Linked DNA regions of Oryctolagus cuniculus: region 2 is linked to region 1. Evidence: chromatin contacts called from public Micro-C data. All regions are on one chromosome and are shown on one strand. The core of a region is the stretch at or near the end of the contact, and the rest is flanking DNA. Distances in the headings are between cores, read along the strand shown.

Region 1 (6,523 bases), core at 1,920-4,419:
GGTCTCGTCTGCCAACTCTTATACTGTGGGCCCAGCAGTGCGGGGTGCTGCCGAGATCAGTCGCCTACTTGATGGAACCCATTTGCTGTTGGGGGAGACGACAGTGTGATTGAGGGAGTGAACTGGGGAAGGGCAGCAACTCATGGATGATAAGCAGAGATTGTTTTTGATTGTAAGCATTTTTTAATTCAGTCAGATGAAGACTATTCCATGGCCGATGCCAGGCATAGCATGCACACATGCTTTCTTGTTCTAGACGGTTAGGTTTGTAGGTGCTTTACTGGAAACGTGAAGGACACTGGTTGATCTTAAAGTTTCTTTCCAATGAAGAAATCCCGGAATCTGTTTTGCAACACATGGCAGTTTGTCACATCCCTCTGTCTTCTGTTTGCCTCCCAGCATTTAGGAAGAGTTTGAATCTACAGATATCCTGCTCCGCAGACTTTTTGATAAGTCCTTCTGCACTCCCATGAAAGGGTGCCATTGTTGTCCTTTGGAAATACATGTGAACACTTGATGTCAGACAAGCAAACCTTTCACAACTGAGAGCAAAACAGCCTGATCCTCTGTTGAAAGAGAGCCAGATTAATTGGTCAAGTTGATGGAAATGTTCAGCTGTATTTACTTTCTCAGGCACTGACATTTAAGCAAATATGTTCTTTGACCTGGTGTGGCAGAAGCATGACAAGAAGGCATTGTAGCTACACATGGCTCGGGGATGCCCCCCAAGTGCAGGCTCTGGGTCCATTATTTTGTTTCCCTGCTCTTTCCCTCACCTTCTGCACCCCCTCCACCAACCTGCCTCACCCTTAGCCAGAATTCAGAAGGCTGTGCTGCACGAAACAACCTGTGGGTTCCCAGGCTTTCTTTTGCGTTTTATTTTTCTAGCACTGCCCACAAATGGTGTTGATCGCCCCCTGTTTCCATCATTTTATTCAAGGTTCAAGATAAGCAGTGAAAGAGGCAGTTGATCAGTGGCACACCACAGGTCCTCTTTGACATTCACAGCCCCACACATCTCCATAAACCTTTTCCTGCCCCCCTGAGAGCTTCGGTGTTGGCTTGTCCTGCCTTCTTAGCATGCAGGTTGTGCTTTGCACTCTTACTTTCCCCACTCAAACTAGGCCTGGGGGTCAGGAAGTCACAACAATTTGCTTCAGAGCCTGGCCCTGTGTCTTCCTTGTTTGGCTATAACTCTATCTTTGGGTGATATTTAGATAAGTAAGGGCTAACAATTTTTTTTTTTAAATGAATGAAATAGCGAGGTGGGTGTTATAGCACAGTGGGTTAAGCTGCTACTTGAGATGCCAGCATCCTATATGTGAATGCCGGGGATCAAGTCCTGCTTCTGCTTCTGATCCAGCTTCCTGCTAATGTGCCTCCTGGGAGGCAGCATGTGATGGCTCAAATACTTGGGTCCGTGCCACCCATGAGGGAGACGTGGATGGACTTCCTGACTTCTGGCTTCATCCTGGCCCAGCCTTGGCTGTTCAAGCATTTGGGGAGTGAACCAGCAGATGGAAAATCTCACTGTCTGTCTCCCCTCCTCTTTCTCGCTCTCTCTCTTGCTCTGCCTTTGGAATAAGTAAACTTAAAAAAGAAAGAAAGAAGCCGGCGCCGCGGCTCACTAGGCTAATCCTCCGTCTAGCGGCGCCGCCACACCGGGTTCTAGTCCCCGTTGGGGCGCCGGATTCTGTCCCGGTTGCCCCTCTTCCAGGCCAGCTCTCTGCTGTGGCCAGGGAAGTGCAGTGGAGGATGGCCCAAGTGCTTGGGCCCTGCACCCCATGGGAGACCAGGATAAGTACCTGGCTCCTGCCATCAGATCAGCGCGGTGCACCGGCCGCGGTGGCCATTGGAGGGTGAACCAATGGCAAAGGAAGACCTTTCTCTCTGTCTGTCTCTCTCTCTCTCACTGTCCACTCTGCCTGTCAAAAATAAAAAGAAAGAAAGAAAGAAAAAGAAACAGCTAATATTTTAGGCTTTGTGGAGCACACGTGGTCTCTGTCTCTTGAGTGAAAACATCTCCCTTAGCTTGCTGTATGTGCTGTCAGCGGCCAGGTTTGACTTGTTGACCATATTTGTCAATCCTTGTTTCAGGTTTTTGCCCAAGTGTGGTGTGTGGATCAGTAGTATTTTTTTTTTTAAAGATTTATTTATTTTATTTGAAAGGCAGAGGCAGAGAGAGAGGTCTTCCCTTTGCTGGTTCATTCTCCAGGTGGCCGCAGCGGCTGGAGCTGTGCTGATCTGAAGCCAGGAGCCAGGAACTTCTTCCTGGTCTCCTAGGCGGGTGCAAGGGCCCAAGGACTTGGGCCATCTTCTGCTGCTTTCCCAGGCCATAGCAGAGAGCTGGATCAGAAGTGGAGCAGCCGGGATCGAACCGGCGCCTCAGCGGCTTTACCCCCTATACCACAGCGCCATCACCCTAGCAATATTGGCACTGTCTGGTAGTTTGTTAGAACCAGACTCTCAGGCCCCACCCTAGACTACAGAATCACAATCTGCATTTTAGCCAAATCTTCTGGCAAGTTATATGCACATTAAACTTTCACAGGCACCAGTCTTTAAAAAACACCATTCGTCTGCAGGTGATGCCTGCCTTCATTTCTCCATCCTGACCTCCCTGAGAACTTCAGATTCCTAGTGAAGTGCGTGCCTGCTTGATGTCTCCATTTGGAGAGCTCATAAGTGAAATGCAAGAATCCAGCGCTCTGATAGATTTAAAAGCACTAAACCCATATTCCAGAGTAGCCACTACTATTACTCCACTGTGCTGGCCAGGTGCTAGGTCCTGTAGCTTTAGAACAAGTGAGATTCTATCCCTGCCCTGTAGTCTTATTTAAGAGGCGGTGAGATACACAAATTATTACACAGAGAAGGAGGTAAAAGTAGGAGGGTTTGATTGCTATCTGGATCCAGAGGACAGAGGTCCTTGAGGACTGAATCACAGCAGACTCATTTGCAGTCCCCAGCAGCCAGACCCATGTTAGTGCTTAATTAAGTGATCACTGAAGGGTGAATCCTGGAATGAACCCATCTACTGGTTCTTTTTCCCGTGGGCCAGACATTGCACAGCCACAAGGGGGCAGCGTTGCCAAAGTTTTCATGCTGCCTGCGCCTCTGGCGTCTGTGGTGTCACTGGATGAACTAGAATCTTCCCCGGCTCCTGTCTCTCCAGTCTGTCTCAGAATCACCAACTCCACATGGCCCTCAACATGCAGTTCCTGCAGCTCTGTGCCTCCCACACAGTTGCCACATTGAGCTTTCATGCTGTCTCTGGCTGCTTTTCTCAGCCCTCTTTCCCAGAATACTGTTTGCCCCCAGGAGTCCCCACTCCTCTTTTCTGAGCTGGCTGCTCTCCTAGATCAGCAAAACTGTGTGCCCAGCTGATTTCTTCTGATACTTCTCTGGTCCTTAGCAAATTTCTATTCTTCATCCAGGCTAAGATTGTGCAGTCTTCTCATTGATTTGTCCCTTCCAGCTTCTTGGCTGACCACAAGAGGCTGCTCCCGGGAGCCACTTGCAGCCCCCGCCCTATGAGCTAATGGCGAGAATATGACTCGGGGAGCCAGACATGCTGGGGCTCCATCCGCCTTGCCAGCACTTTGTAGTATGGTGCGTGCTGGAGCAATGACATGCTGTTTTAGTATAATGCAGGGGTTAAGAGCAAGCCTCGGGTTAGACAGATCTGGGTTGAAATCCTGGCTTTGCAACTCACTAACCATGAGGACTTGGGAAGTTTCTGTGTTCACTTAGCAGATGTGAACTGCCTGGCTGTGCTAGCCACCCTCCTTAACTGCTAGACTGTAGTCACGCACACAACAGGTAGTCTCCCTGTCTTTGGAGTTGCAGTGAGGCACACGTCTGAGGGGCCATGCACACAAGAGGGGCTTCTCAGGCTGGGGGTCCAGGAAGGCTCTGCAGCAGAGATGACCCCCACGCTGAGACCTGAAGGTTGGGAGGGAGCCAGTAGCTGTGCTGAGGAGGGATGTGGGGAGGGTGTGGGGCTGAGGGAGGGGCACCTGTTTTTCGGGAGGAAAGAGGAACAGAAAGCAGGCAGGTGTGTCGGGAGTGTGGGCCGTGGGCGGGTGGCCAGGGTGTGTAGCGCAGAAGTTGTTAGGAAAGTAGCTTCAGTTATTTTCTCTGTTAGATTAGTAGCTGAGCAGACCTCAGTGGACTGATTATGAAATAGATAAGGAAGTGTTTTACAACATTTTTGAGCCTCTGACCACAGAGAGACATTTTATTCTGGGACCCAGTACACAAAAATATACAGGAACACGTGTCAGTGAAACAAAAGTTTCACGAAATGAAACTTAGCTGTATTTGATGGATACCCTCTGGTATCTTCTGTTCTGGCCTTGTGTGTTTCTTTTTAAAAAATACTGGTCTTAACCTTCTAAATTGACTTTGTGGTTACTGTCAGGGGTTGTGACCTATTGAGATAAGGCATCTAAAGCACTTAGCACAGCAGTTGGCACAGGGACTATGTCTGATAAGTGCTGTTCCTGTGTTATCTATGGTTGTTTCTCTACCTTTGCAATTATGTGAGCCTTACGTGGAGCTGTAGAGTGAACCAGGGGAAGAGTTGGGGGAAAGCTGCAGGCCTTGACTGGGACAGGTGTCCTTTCTTTCCCCTGCCTGGCTGCATGATGTCTTTTTGTTTGTTTTAATGCTTGCTTGTTTGTCTTTTTTTTTTTTTTTTAAGATTTATCTTATTTATTTGAAAGAGTTACACAGAGAGAGAAGGAGAGGCAGAGAAAGAGAGAGAGAGAGAGAGAGAGAGAGGTCTTCCATCCGTTGGTTCATTTCCCAGATGGCTGCAACAGCCGGAGCTATGCCGATCTGAAGCCAGGAGCCAGGAGCTTCTTCCAGGTCTCCCATGTGGTACAGGGGCCCAAGGACTTGGGCCATCTTCTACTGCTTTCCCAGGCCATAACAGAGAGGTGGATTGGAAGTAGAGCAGCTAGGACTCATATGGGATGCCAGCACTGCAGGTGGCGGCTTTACCCACTGTGCCACAGCACGGGCCCCTGCTTGTTTATCTTTATCTACTTGAAAGGCAGAGTGACAGAGAGAGAGGAATCTTCCATCTGCTGATTCACCCCCTCCAAATATCCACAATCAGCCAGGGCTGGACCAGGCCAGAGCTAGGAGCTAGAGCCTCCAATCTTGGTCTCTCATATGTCTGGCAGGGCCCCAAAACTTGAGTCATCGTCTGCTGCCTCCTGTCATACATTCGGAGGAAGCTGGATTGGAAGCAGAAGAGCTGGGACTCTGACATGGGATGCAGGTGTCCCAAACGGCTGGTTAACCTGCTGTGCCACACAACAGTGGCCCCATCCACACCACATCTGAATGCTTCCCCTGCTATCCAGGCAGGGCAGAGCCTCCATCAGCCCCTTCTGCTGCCTCCATTCTCACGCCTGTGGGCTGTCAATGGAGCCCTTTCATTGAGAGCTCGTTCCCTCTTACCTGGGGAAGGGGGGAGATGGTAGGGAGAAAGGTATGACTCAGAAACACAGACTGCCTCTAAAAAGGCCAATTGTTTTCCTGGACGGAATGCAGGGGCTGGAATCTCAGGTTCAGAGCGGAGACAGGCGCCTGTGTGAGCGAGGCTGGGGCAAGGAGCAGAGGGCTGGGATCCTGGGAATAGCACCATCCTTCGGTTGCAGGGAACTCCAAGTACTTTCGCCACAGGCAAGAGGCAAAGCTGGGATCTCTAGAGGGAGGGGTGCAGCTGCTTGGGAGGAGCATTTTAGGAGACAAGTCACTCCCAGAAGAGTCTCCCTGGCAGCATAATTGGTTTTAGAAAGAACACACACACATGCACACACACACACAACTGGAAAGAGTGAACGGACAGCCACCTCTGTGTGGCAGTGAAAATGAACCACAGCTGAGTCTCACCATGGAGAGCAAGAAAGACGACACGGCACACTCAGTGCAGTTCCAGGGACAGGAACTGACAAACAAGCAGAGCAGACAGTCCACTGGCTACTGATGCATGGCTGTGAAGACAGAAAAGCACTGATCAACCCCAAATCTTGGCCAGCACCGTGGCTCACTAGGCTAATCCTCCGCCTGCGGCACCGGCACACCGGGTTCTAGTCCCGGTCGGGGCGCCGGATTCTGTCCCGGTTGCCCCTCTTCCAGGCCAGCTCTCTGCTGTGGCCCAGGAGTGCAGTGGAGGATGGCCCAGGTCCTTGGGCCCTGCACCTGCATGGGAGACCAGGAGAGGCACCTGGCTCCTGGCTTTGGATCAGCGCAGTGCACCAGCTGCAGTGCACCAGCCGCAGCGCGCCGGCCGCAGCGGCCATTGAGGGGTGAACCAACGGAAAAGGAAGACCTTTCTCTTTGTCTCTCTCTCTCTCTCACTGTCCACTCTGCCTGTCAGGAAAAAAAAAAAAAAAAAAAATCTGGAGGCAGCTTCTGCCTGGTGGGGGCAGGCCAGAGACAACATCAGGAGCCCTGCTGGCAGTGTTTCTAAGATCGTGTTCCATGTGTGAGTTCTTTTTGTTTTATT
Region 2 (6,725 bases), core at 2,367-4,866, 140 kb after region 1:
CTGCGGGCTGAGCAGAAATCACCAGCAGCCCTGGGCAGCTGCAGCTCAGATGGGAGGGGGCGGTCATTCCCTCTCCACTCGACTCAGTCCAGTGCTGGGGCAGCGGGGAGGGAAGAAGTCGCCAAGCCTGGAGATGCATTATTCATGCTCCCACCCCCGACCCCGAGGATTGGTTATTATCCCGAACCACTACAGAGTTTGGTCTCCTAATTTTTAATCACAAGGAAGGTGGAAGCGTTAGCCTTTTTGTGATTAATCTGGAGATAAAAATAGTTGGCTGTTTTGGTGTTGTGCTTGTTGTCAGTCAGGGAAAATATTGCATTAACTGTTGGGGGACTGAGCGGATCCCAGAGCGGGAGCTGGCCTGGGACGCCGCAGCCCTGCCTGCGTGAGTGAGGGGCAGGCGTGAGTGAGAATGCAGCACACAGACTGGTTCCTTGGGCACTGCGTAGGAGAGGCACTGGATCAAGAGTGAAGGTTCCACCATCGCGCGGGTGGCTGGGCTCCTCTGCCCTGATCTGGGTGGGTGGCTGGGGGCCTCCCTCCCTGCCTGACACCTGCCACCGTGTGGGGGCACCGTGGGGGGACAGTGTGGGGCACTGTCCCTCTCCCTGTGTGCAGGGGGAGACCCTGCCTACTGACAGGTGCAAAGGTGCGCAGGAAGACATCACAGAGCCCAGTTCTGCACTGACAAGAAAACTGAGACCACAGAGCACAAGGAGCTGGTGCAGTGGGCTTGGGAGCTGTGTTCTGGCTCCAGCCAGGGCGGACAAAGCTGTCATCCGTTTTATGAACCAGTGTTCTTTTTCTCCCTTTGAGGGAGACGAGATTCTGCAGCCAGCTCTCCTGCGCCATGCCCAGACCAAGGCTGTCTCTAAGAAGCGATCCTGGGAAAGGCCTTGGACTTCTGGACTGGAACACAGGGCTGGGCTCCTTCTCGCAGCACACTGGCTGAACAGAGGGCAAGGTGCAGTGAGCTCAGAGGGCTTCCCTCCCGTTCTGGAACGGCTGGCCCACTTGCTGCCTCTGTGCCCAGCAACCACTCAGTGTCAAGCTCATTTTGTCCCAGGTTGGCCAACTCCACCTGAGCAGGCTGGGCAGACTCTCCTAGTGTGGTGCTCTGGGCTTCCTCTGGGGCCACGTGGCCACCTACACGGACCCTGCCTGGGCTTCCAGGACTTCCCCAGCTCTTCTGCCAGTCCAGACGACTGGCGTCCATGCCATCAGATGCATGGCCGATGGCAGGAGGCGGCAGCACCGACACGGAAGGTTCTACTGCCTAGCGAGCAAGGGCAGAGGTCAACTGGGCCATCCTTCTGCCCCCAGACTGGACAGCAGAGAACCTCAGATACTCAGCCCTCTGGAAGCAGCACCGGGTCTCGATCAGCTGACGAACAGTGCATTCTTCACAAAGCAGCAGAGTGGTCCCCTAAAAACATGGACCTGGGGGTGGGCCCTTGGCCTAGTGGCTACCGTGCCAGTTGGGACACCCACAAACCATATTGCAGTAACTGGGTTTGAGTCCTGACCCCACTCCTGATCCCAGCAGCCTGCTCATGGGCGCCTTGGGAGGCAGCTCAACTAGTTGGGTCCCTGCCACCCGTGTGGGAGACCTGGATTAGGTTCATGGCTCCTGGCTTCAGCCTGGTCCAGCCTTGGGCATTGGCAGGCATTTGGGGAGTGACCCAGCTGATGGGAGCCCTGTCTGTGTCTTAAAGAAATAATAATAATAAAAAAACTGAAGACACAAATCTGTTGGTATCCCTGCTCAGTTTTAAGCCCTCCAGAGCTTCCCCGTGTACTGAGAACTAAATCTGAACTCCTCTGGGTTTCCTGCAAGTGCCAGTGTTTCTGGCTCTTGCTGCCCCTGCCCCTTGGGGGTCAGTGCCTTCCACCCCCTCCTCACTCCCAGCACCTGCCCCAGCACACAGCAGGTGCTGAATGAGTATCTGTTGAATGACTAAAGGAAGATCTCAAGCAGGAGACTTGGCCATGCTTGGCACTGGCTGTTGAGATTGGGGCTTTTTCAATCCTGTGTGAGAGTGCAGGTGCAGGGCCAGCCAGAGCGGGGCGAGTGGGTGTTGGGGTGGGCAAAGAGGAGAGGCCGGCTGGCCTCCAGGAAGCTGCGGAGGGGCTCTCCGCCTGGGAAGCTGGGCCTGTGTTGCAGAGCGGAGCGCGGGCTGGGGATGGCCTGGCGCTGGGGGTGATCCCCAGCCTGTTTTCTCCAGGGCACTTGTTAGGGGGGCTGGGACCCCAGTCTGTTGTGTCTGGAGCCCAGACTGCAGAGGTGACAGATCAGAGACCCTTGGGTGAGATCGAGAGAAGTTTGCAGCCGGCAGCTCATACGCCTTTGCTGTTGGTGATCTGTCTAGGCTCCGGGGGCTCTGGAGAAGGGGTGGGCAGCTGGTCGAGCCTGTGCTACGGGTTCCAGCATTGACTGCAGGGGAGGGAGGGCCCCAGGGCCTCAGGCTCATCCTAATGAGCGCTTCTCCCACCTCCAGCATCCTTTGTGTCCCCAGACCCCTGGCTTCAGTCCTGCATAGCCTGCACGCCCCCCGGCCTCCCTGCCTTGATCCTTGCATTCTTCTCTCACCAGCTCTCTGTGTGTCCCACTGAGGGTATGAGGGCTGAGCAGGAGCCAGACACAGCCTTCCCTGCTGGAGCTGATGCCGAGACTCCGGTTACCCGGAGCCAGTGCACAGGTGCACCTGCCTGCAGCAGCGGCATCGCCCAAGAGCTTGTTAGAGATGATGAGACATGTGTGCTCCACTTCGGGCCTCCTGAGCCAGAATCTGAACCCTCAGAAGCTCCCAGAACATTCGCATGCACATCCACGTTTGAAGAGCACTGCTCTGGGCAGCGACAGCATGTGTGGGACCCCTGGGCTTGGCGGCGGCCCCCTTCCTGGGCTGGAGGGGAGAAAGGTGCACGCTTCATCCCGCGTGCTGGCTTTGAGAGCTGGCCTCCGTGCCATCTGCACAGGCCTCTTCCGCAGCTCCAACGTGGAGTTCTCTTTCCCCCTTCTCCTCCCAGGTCAATCTCACCCGGACTTAGCTAGGAGGGCCCCTCTCAAGGAAGTCTTTTCAGACTTTCCCCGTTAGCTGTGTGCACACCTTCTGCTTCTCTATCTTAACACAACTTTCGGAAATATCTGTCGGCGCCTGCCCCTCCCCTAGTCTGTATCACAGGGCGTGGTACGGCAAACATGTTTGCCGGGCTGAACTTGGTGTGAGTCCACCGCTGTTGGATTATGGACAGATTATCTTTTCTGATAACCATAGCCCTCTTATCTGAGAAGTGGGATAATAAAATACTTATATTGCAGAGTTATGAGGCTCGCTTTTATGACACACAGAGACGTGACAGGTTTGTAAAGGCTGACACACATGTTGATTATTAAGTTCAGTGTCCCCTACAGATAGAGCCCCTCCCAGCTGTTAGGTCAACTCTCCTGCTCTTACCCGCAGGCCCCCAGACACCGAGGTGCTGGGGTGGGGGGTGGGATTCAGACAGGCACATTTCTCCCTGCCTTTCCCTTCCTGCATTTCAAAGCCTGGCTTGCGCTTGGTGATTTAGCAATGTCTGCTAGGGGAATGCACGCGTGAGTTGTGCTGTCCAGATCCGTTCTGCACTCTTGCATTGCACCCAGGTCTCAAGGGCTAGGCCCTGTACAATCCCAGCCAGTAGTTCCCTCACTGGCACAGATGCGCCACCTCATGGCCAGAGTGCAGAACTGCAGACATCAAGACCGCAGGAAGGAAGACCTGGTTTTCCAGGGGCTGGCTCCCAGTTTTTCATTTGGAAAACTTGTGTTGAGTACCTACTGTGTGCCAGACTCTGTTCTAAGCATTGGGGTACAAAGCACCTTCCCTGGTGGAGTTTCTATTCTAGTGGGACAGAGACAGACAATACACAACACCTAATACCTAATGTAAGGTTTGCTGTAGATAAGTACTAAGAAGATAATGACACGGTAGGACATAGACACATCCTAATTTGGCTTCCTGGTTTCCTCCCTCCTGCCGTGGCTGTTCCTCCTCGCCTTCTTGCCACGTGTTAAGTGCCGGTTTTGCCTAGGTTGTCTCGTTCTAGACATAATCCACGAAAACCTCCACTAACTGTGGATGCGGTCACCATCTTTGAGATGATAAATCCCCAACAATCACGTCTGGCCCAGGCCTCTCCCTTGAGCTCCAGAGCCATGATGCCACTATCCACGGCCGTGGCCCCCAGCTTGTCTGCCACCAAATTCCCCATCTCCCCCAGCAGCCATGCCTTCCCCATGTCCCTATTTTGGGTAGCAGCACTGCTGTTCAGTTTTTGAGTCTGAGATCTGGGGTCTTTCTGGGCCCCACTCCCTTTATCCCCCATTGCTGAGCCCCCGATCTCTCCCTGAAACCTCTCCCAGCTGTGTCGGTCCTTCCCTGCGTCAGTCTTCCTGGCTCAGGGGTTCGTTATTGCTTGCAGGGATCTCCACGCCTCAGCCTCACTCCCTCCCGCTCCAATCCCCTGTGCTGTGCGGGGGTGATCCTCACAGACTCTGCTTATCCATCCACCTGCTCCGTCACTCATTCGCCCAGCGCATGCTGAAAATCTTTTTTGAAAAAAAAAAATCCCCAAAACTGCCATCAGAAAAGTGAACTTTTGGGTCTTTCCCAATCCCTTCAGTTTCATTCCCCCCACCCCTGATCACTTCCTACCTCAAATTTTCCTTGTGGATAAGAACCACCTGCAAAGGGCCAGCACTGTGGCACAGTGGGTAAAGCCTGCACCAGCAGCACCGACATCCCATACGAGCGCCTGTTCAAGTCCTGTCTGCTCCACTTCCAATCCAGCTCCCTGCTAATGAGCCTGACAAAGCAGCAGAGATGGTCCAAGTGCTTGGGCCCCTGCACCCATATGGGAGACCCAGAAGAAGCTCCTGGCTCCTGGATTCGGATTGACCCAGCTCCAGCCATTGTGGCCATCTGGGGAGTAAACCAGTAGATGGAAGATCTCTTTCCCTCTCTCTCTGTAACTTTGCATTTCAAACAAATAAAATAAATCTTAAAAAAATATAAAGAACCACCTGCAATTAAAGTACTTCTTCCCCAACTGCCCTGTTCATTTTGCTTGGGTTCCAAAGCTGGGTGCCATGTTTGCTAACTCGTGGCCATGGCCAAGTCACTCAGTCTCCTTGTGCTTTGGTTTCCTCATTTATAAAACAGAGAATAAAAGAACCAAAGCACAGGCAGGCTCGAGGGAGGTGTGTGGGAGATGCTTCCCGGAGGCTCCAGGGTTCTACAGACGTGCGGGCTCTTGGTGCTCTAAGCAGCCTGGTGCAATCCCGTGGGAGAGATGGGCAGGGTGCCTGGGCCTTAGAAGTCAGCTGCCCTGGCCCCTAGAAAAGTGGAGTTGATTTCCTCGTCCCCTGCTGTGCCCATCAGGAGCCGGGTGGCAAACCCAGCTGTTCTCCAGGGGTGATGCTGTGCTGCCCTGCCTGGCTTGGCTTCTGCTGTGGTTAAAATGTGTGCCCCCCAAAGCATGTACTAGTGTTGGGAGTGAGGCCTCATGGGAGGCGTTGAGGTCAAGAGGGCTCCACTCCCGGGAATGGACTGTTGCTCATTACAAAGGGGTTTGAGGCCATGCGTGCGATTTCTTGCCCCCTCCCACTCATCCTCTTGCCTTCCGCCATTGGATGATACAGCACCAAGGCCCACACCAGACACCGGCACCTTGAACTTGGACTTCCTAGCCCCCACAACTGAGAGCAACAGCTGCCTGTGCATCATAACCCAGTCTCTGGTACCCTGTGAAGGCACACAAAATGGTCCCGGGGGTTCGGTGACTTCTGGCAGGCTGCATCCCCTCTGTTGAGCTCAGCCTAGATTGCTCACTCACAGTATTGGGGGTGTTTTGATTGTGCAGTGTCAGGACTCAGAACACGAAGCCCCAAAGTAAGGCCCCTTGGAAATTAGGAAAACAGCAGAAACAGAAATTGTCCTTTCTGCCCTGTGCCTTTCTGTGTGACAGTTGGCCACGCACATTTCTGTGGCTTACCTCCTCTGAAAGTAGATCAAAACCCCTTTATTCTGGACCTGTCCTATACGTGGGTGGAAGGAGTGAAGAACCCAGAGAGGCGAGAGGAAGTGGAACAGAAAGCCTGACCCATGGTTTATCGCCATTGGGTCAATCACTTTTCTGCACAACTGCTCATTTTTGATTGAGCCCAAGCCTTAGGTCATCGGATCTTGTTTTCCTGAAGGCTCTCGCGTCAGTAAAACTTTGGTGACATAAACTTGAACCTTGCTATGCTTGTCCCTTGGCAATCTGTGTTTTGCTGTGGAGGTGCCTGCAGCGAGCCTTGTGTTGGGTGAGAAGACGGCATCTTTCTCCCCTCCAGCAGAAAGACGCGCCCGCTACTCACTAGCAGCCTCTGGTCTGATTTGCTCCTGGCTGCCCCCAGCCTCAGGCTCCCGGAGGAATCTTAGAACTGGGCCCCAGCATCTACTGTCTCCCCACTGCAGTCCGCTCTGCCTCCGTTATGGCCAGGTGACTGTCGTGGAGGATCAACCCCAGCTATCCACAGCGTTCAAGTTCTTCATAAAATCAGCTCCTACCATGGAGGGCATTCGGCTTTCCCCCTGGCGAGGCTGCCTCCCAAGCTCCGGTTGAACTGGACTCTGCACCTTCCGGCGAGGACAGCCTGCCCTTTCAGAGCTACACACTTTGGCTTGCAGAGTTCC

What was found. A called contact is a pair of places that touch in the nucleus more often than the background predicts.
Region 2: a contact with region 1 is called in a Micro-C map of ear pinna, with 4 times the contacts expected there. The contact joins two enhancer-like sites. A contact is called at or near these places in 3 of 6 Hi-C or Micro-C datasets (ear pinna, psoas muscle and an unstated tissue).

The regions. Positions count from the first base shown.
Region 1 is chr1:119,720,447-119,726,969 of mOryCun1.1, forward strand. All of the region lies in intron 2 of DCPS (decapping enzyme, scavenger), which reads left to right. Among named protein-coding and RNA genes, the nearest start is that of DCPS, 7.7 kb to the left of the region's middle. Within about 2 kb of position 3,170, at least 1 of the 8 cell types and tissues checked has an H3K27ac peak or open chromatin away from gene starts, as enhancers often do.
Region 2 is chr1:119,862,510-119,869,234 of mOryCun1.1, forward strand. The region is part of intron 5 of KIRREL3 (kirre like nephrin family adhesion molecule 3); the gene reads right to left. All of the region lies in intron 1 of LOC138843621 (a long non-coding RNA gene), which reads left to right. Among named protein-coding and RNA genes, the nearest start is that of ST3GAL4, 86 kb to the left of the region's middle. Within about 2 kb of position 3,617, at least 1 of the 8 cell types and tissues checked has an H3K27ac peak or open chromatin away from gene starts, as enhancers often do.